Regions from separate parts of the Mus musculus genome. Here region 1 is linked to region 2. Evidence: chromatin contacts called from public HiChIP or PLAC-seq data. All regions are on one chromosome and are shown on one strand. Each heading gives the region's core, a stretch centred on a gene start, on an enhancer-like site or on the middle of the called end of the contact. The rest is flanking DNA. Distances are from core to core; before and after follow the strand shown.

Region 1 (2,700 bases), core at 137-2,636, 560 kb before region 2:
GGGTCAGCATCCATCGCCATCCAGGGCAACAAGGCAAAGAGCTCAAGGCTGGAACCTGGAAACAGGAACTGAAGCAGAGACCAGGGAGTAACCTTGCTTACTGGCTTGCTCTCCATAGCATGCTTGGTTTGCTTCCTTAACAACTGCGGTCCAACCTGCCTGGGGCTGAAAAAACCCAGTGATCTGGGCCCTCTCATATCAATCATTAATCAAGAAAATGTTCCCAATCTGATGGAGGCAATTCCTCCTTTAACTACCCTCCTCTCAAGTCACTCTAGTTTGAGGCACATTGAGGTACGGGATGATAGCCTATGTAATGATTATGTAACTAACTGTCCTTTGATGTGAGGTTCATTCCAGATGGCAATACGAAACTTTGCAAAGTGAGGTAACTCGTGAGACAGGTTAAAACTGTCCTTCTTTAGCTGTCTACCACCATCGGGAATTAACGGACATCAAAACGCTCAAGGAGCCCTTCCAAAGGCCTATTCTCTTAGAAACCTAGTCTATTCTTCTATCTTGTAGTGTCCAACTTCAAGTACTTCACCAATACCACTGGGTGGTGTCATCCTCCAGTTAGAAAAGCCAGCTCTTGGCCGGGCGATGGTGGCGCACACCTTTAATCCCAGCACTCGGGAGGCAGAGGCAGGCGGATTTCTGAGTTCGAGGCCAGCCTGGTCTACAAAGTGAGCTCCAGGACAGCCAGGGCTATACAAAGAAACCCTGTCTCGAAAAAAAAACCAAAAAGAAAAAGAAAAAAAAGAAAAGCCAAATCTTGAATGTAGTGAAGGCAGAGTTTGCAGCTGCATCTTACTAATGTAGGCGCCGGGCATACTGAACTACACTGGGGTTTTTGCTCGCACTTTGAAGGGTGAGAACTGTGAATCGCTCAAGTGTCCCGCAAAAGCACAGAGTGGATCCGCGGTCCCGCCAGGACTGAAACCCTAACTCGTCAAAGCTTAGAGGAAAAACAGCCCACACTTCCGAGTCATTGTTCGTCCCTTCTTAACTTTTGAAAGACTATGACGCCATGAGGCCGAAACCTGGAGAAGGAGCGGTGTTGTCACCTGAGGACGCCGCGACGCGGGCCACGCAGCGCTCCTGCACCTCCAGGGGCCGCGGCCGGAAGTCCCGGGCGGGCTGCAGGCCACCCTGAGGTTCTCCCCCCTCCCCCAGCCGCTCCCGGTCCACGCCGTTACCTGAGGAGCCGCGGGATCCTTAAGCGCCCACTCCGCTCGCGTAGTTGCCCGGTCCTGTGGCGCCGCCACCGAGGCAGCCAATCGTCGCGCGAAACGCTGCGCGTGCCCCTGAGTAACCAAAAAGAGCAGAGCGGGCGAGAGGAAGCGCGCGAGAGCACGCGGGGACGAGGCTGCGCGCAGCGAGCATGCGCGAGTCCGCTGGCTGCCGCGGGGCGGGGCGGGACGGGGCGGGGCTTCCGGCGAGCTGGAGGGCTCAAGGATGGTTCCGGGCTGCTGGAAAGGAAGGCGACCTCGAGGTCGCGTTCTGTGGGAGGAGCTGACAACCAGTGCGCGCTAACTGGGGAAATGTGTGGTTCTCGGGCTCATCCCATGGAGTATCTTCACTGGGCAGTGGTTTCCTTCTGTGCGCAGTGCTTTGCGGGGACAGAAGGAAAGGTCCTGCGAAGTGAGCCAGAGTGAGACTTAGACATCGGCCAATGGTTTCAGAAAAGCTTTAAGGCTGGTGACATTTTGACTTCAGGACTAGAAAGGGTGTACTCAGAATGTTCAATCGCAGAACTTAAAAGAAAGGGCTGAACGCCAGGGATATTTTTAAAGCGAAGTATAGGAGTAATGTGGAATTCTATTAGATGATATAGCTGATAATATTCGAATATTTTTCTCCTTTTAAAGAAAGAGAAGTAGTGTCCCTATGCTGCCCTATCTAATCTAGAACTCCTGCACCCCACCCTAGCCACTGATGCTCTGGTAATTTAGTGTTGAGCTATTGAAGTCACTCTAACTTATCTATTTATTGAGGGCATACTACATGCCAAGTAGTCTTCTGGATGCTGGGGTAACAGTAATAATAGTAATTTTTTACACCCACAGCAGAAAATTATATTTATTTTCTGAATTAATAGACAAAGTTCGTGAAAGACTTTATTTTGGCTTATAGCAATACGAGATCCGTGTCCACCATGCTAATAAAGGCAGGATGGCAAAGTGGCTAGCCATCCAGTCAAAAAACAAGAGAATAGAAAATGGAGCTGGGCTCTATAACCAAAAAGCAGTGACCCATTTCCTCTAGCAAAGGTTCACCTTTCAGAAGTGCCACATACTCCACAAAGTAGGTGACAGGAGGAATGAAGCATGGAAAAAAAGGATGAGATGACCAGATGGAAATTATTTGGAATAAATAGAGCATAATACTAAAAAGAAAAAGTTTCATTATTTATGTAACTAATGACTAGTACTAGTGACTTGTGACAGATTCAGGCTTTAAATGCATTTTTAAATTTTATTTATTACTTTACATTAGTCGGAGTTGAATCATATTTTTATGTAAACAAACCACCACTAAAAAAATATGATTATGGTGGTACACATCTGTAATTCTGAACCTTTGAAGAGTGAACGTGAATTCCAGGACAGCCTGGGATACATAGCAAAAGTTTCCAAAAAAGAGGCCACACTAACTTCTAAACAATGAGCCCTAGCAGGGCAGTGGTGGCACACACCT
Region 2 (2,700 bases), core at 44-2,543:
CGGGTATCTACCCACATTGCACCTTTGGAAAGATACTCTCAAACACTGGCAAGATTTGTATTGGAGGAAGGACTGGCACATGGGACCGTTTTTACTACGCACGTTCTTTTATGGGTTGTGGGTAGATATTTTCAATGTGCTGCTTTCCTAAGTTTTATGGAGTTCTTGGACCTTGTGGATATAAACATCTGGGAATAAATGGCTAAATGTGAGGAAAACTATATGCTATATTTCCTGAGAAGAAATATATTTCTGTTAAAATATATAATAAATTATACACAATGGAAACGATGAGTCAGCAAGTACACCATCAGCACACAAGCCAAATAAGTGAAAACATTTTAAAATGAGAGTCCTTCTAGAGCCTGAATGTAAATGTCCCACTGCGCTTTACCTATTTACATGTGGTCAGATCACGCGGATGCCTGTCCTCCCGCATGCCCACAGGAGCTTCGGTGGAGGCCTGGTAAAGACGACTAGTTAGGGACAGAATGAAAAGATTCCGTCACTGAGATACTTCTAGAATTAAGCTGAGAGGGTAACTGAAAGTTAACTCCACGGCAGTCACTTTTGGAGTGAAGGAAATCAGTGTGTAACGGGAATTTTTCTTGGAAAGTTGTCCTGATGAGTTTTCTTCCTCAGCTCTTGGTACTGTGGTTCAATAACTTGGAGAGAGTTTTCTAGTGCTATGTTCTTTTCACAGTCTCGCTTTCTTCCTTTCTATGTCCCTTTCTCAAACAGCCTGTGGGAAACGCTCATCTACTTCAGCTTGTAGGGATTGAAGACGCCATCTCCTATGCTATGGCAGAGCCCACACAGCCTGTCTGCGGGGGGGTGGGGGGGGTGGCTTCTGCTCGGCCCAGTTGACCTCGTTTCTACACCCATTCTCAGCTGAGCATGCGTAGTAATCCTTCATCCCTTCTGGCGCTGCTTAACCAGCTTTCCAGAGAAGTGTTCTTCGCGGTTGCGCTTTGTCTGGGACAAGCTTTGTGAAGTCGCGCAAGTAGGCAGCTAGGAGAAAGAGTTAATTCTGTCCTTGGTGGCTGCAGCCCTAACAGAACTGTCATCATATAATAGAGCCCAATATAACAGAAGCGCAGATACTTATGGGAGAATTGAGACTTAAGTTTTATGCAGCTTTGATTTTACTCTTCTGATTGAAATGGATCCAAGCCGAGCAACGTAAGAGGTGACAGAAGAAGGAGAGGAAGTGCGAGCAGAGGAGGACAGGAACACATGTGCACATTCGAAACCCTAATAGGATTGGGTGAGAGCCATTGCATACCTGGCCCACTGCAACAGCAAAGTCTGGTTTCGGCATCAGGAGTGGGGTTTGCCATCTGGAAGGGATTTCATTCTGTGATTACCTTTGGACCGCAATGCTTGTTGGTTCTTTACTAACAAGCACAGACCCAGAGAAAGCCTTTCATGCTAACAAGCAAACAAGCCGTCCGTCTGCAAATTTCAAAACCAGAGGCAGGAGGCGGATGTGAAGTGGGTCAAAACTCTGCAGTTTCTCAGGGGAAAAGAAGTTCAGAGAGAGAGAGAGAGAGAGCTTTGTCCTTCTAAACCCCTTTTCACAGCACATGGAAATGAACAATTATTCCATACACCATATGTCCACTCTGTGGAATGTGACTAACTGCCCTCAGGCAAGCAGTGGAGAGTCTTAAATCTGCTCAGCAGAATGTACCAAGCACAAGCACTGTCTGTGGGCCATCTTCCACTAGAGCAGCTGGGGCCTCCAATCCCAGGGAGAAAAACTAAGAGCATAGTCCCTTTCTCTGTGTGGCCTCCCTCAGAATGGACCAAAGGGCTTATGCAACCCTGGCTATTCACTTTCACAAAACATCCGTTCCAAATGTGGACAGGAGCTGGTGACAAAGGGCTGTAATCCCAGCACTTGGAGGCAAAGCAGAAAGGTCTTGCATCTGAGGCCAGCCTGGAAGACATAGTGAGACTCTGTATCAAGTAAATAAATAAATAAATAAATAAATAAATAAATAAATAAGGAAAGGACTAAATAGATATTAGAGAAGTTGAACTTGTTTTTCCCATTCTAGAATGGTTTATCCCTCAAAACTTTCCTTTAATAATCTGTTTAAATTTTTAAGAAAATGTTTAAGTGTTTTTTAAAAAATGGATTTTTTGTACAAAATATACAGATTCAGACTTATCAACCACATTTAAATATGTACCTGCATCTTACTTCTCTGTGAACCTGTCTGTATCTTCTTAATTGTTTATCAATACTGTTTGAATAAAAGCAATATAGCTATAAAACAAGAGCATTGGTAACACTGTTAGATAAGCTGTTTGCAAATAGCCACTTAAAAGGGTAGAAATAAATGTCTTGTAGAGGCTGGGTGTTTGTGAGACAAAAGCACACATTTCAAGAGCAGTTAATGGATGAGTTGCTTGCTAACCTTGAACACTTGATACTAGAAGTATCTATTTTCAGTGAGATGTTATGAAACATAACCACATTTTAATAGTCTATATTGTGGTTTCATTCATTCATTCATTCATTCATTTTTAAGGCTTTTTGAAACAGGGTCTCTTTGTAGCCCAGGCTGTTCTGGAACTCACTATGTAGACGAGGCTAGCCTCAAACTCATGGGGATCCACCTGCCTCTGTCTCCTGAGTGCTGAGATGGATGTAGTTTTAAGTGCAAAAGAAGACAAGACTTTGTTTTGTCT

What was found. HiChIP or PLAC-seq counts read pairs in DNA pulled down with a chosen protein or histone mark.
Region 1: a contact with region 2 is called in an H3K4me3 HiChIP or PLAC-seq map of embryonic limb bud, with 3 times the contacts expected there. The contact joins the promoter of Mipol1 here to the enhancer-like site in region 2. A contact is called at or near these places in 2 of 39 promoter capture datasets (cranial neural crest and maxillary cranial neural crest) and 6 of 115 datasets of contacts at active chromatin or transcription factors (acute myeloid leukemia, craniofacial prominence, embryonic limb bud and 3 more).

What each region holds. Positions count from the first base shown.
Region 1 is chr12:57,229,111-57,231,810 of GRCm38.p6, reverse strand. Mipol1 (mirror-image polydactyly 1) reads right to left here and starts at 1,386. Exons shown (of 10, transcript NM_001164370.1): 1 at 1,200-1,386. It overlaps Prps1l3 (phosphoribosyl pyrophosphate synthetase 1-like 3), which reads right to left and starts at 1,399. Exons shown (of 2, transcript NM_001037746.3): 1 at 1,200-1,399.
Region 2 is chr12:56,668,589-56,671,288 of GRCm38.p6, reverse strand. No RefSeq gene overlaps it. Among named protein-coding and RNA genes, the nearest start is that of Gm15524, 25 kb to the left of the region's middle. Within about 2 kb of position 1,293, at least 10 of the 459 cell types and tissues checked have an H3K27ac peak or open chromatin away from gene starts, as enhancers often do. A contact at or near this core is called in embryonic limb bud, where this site is marked.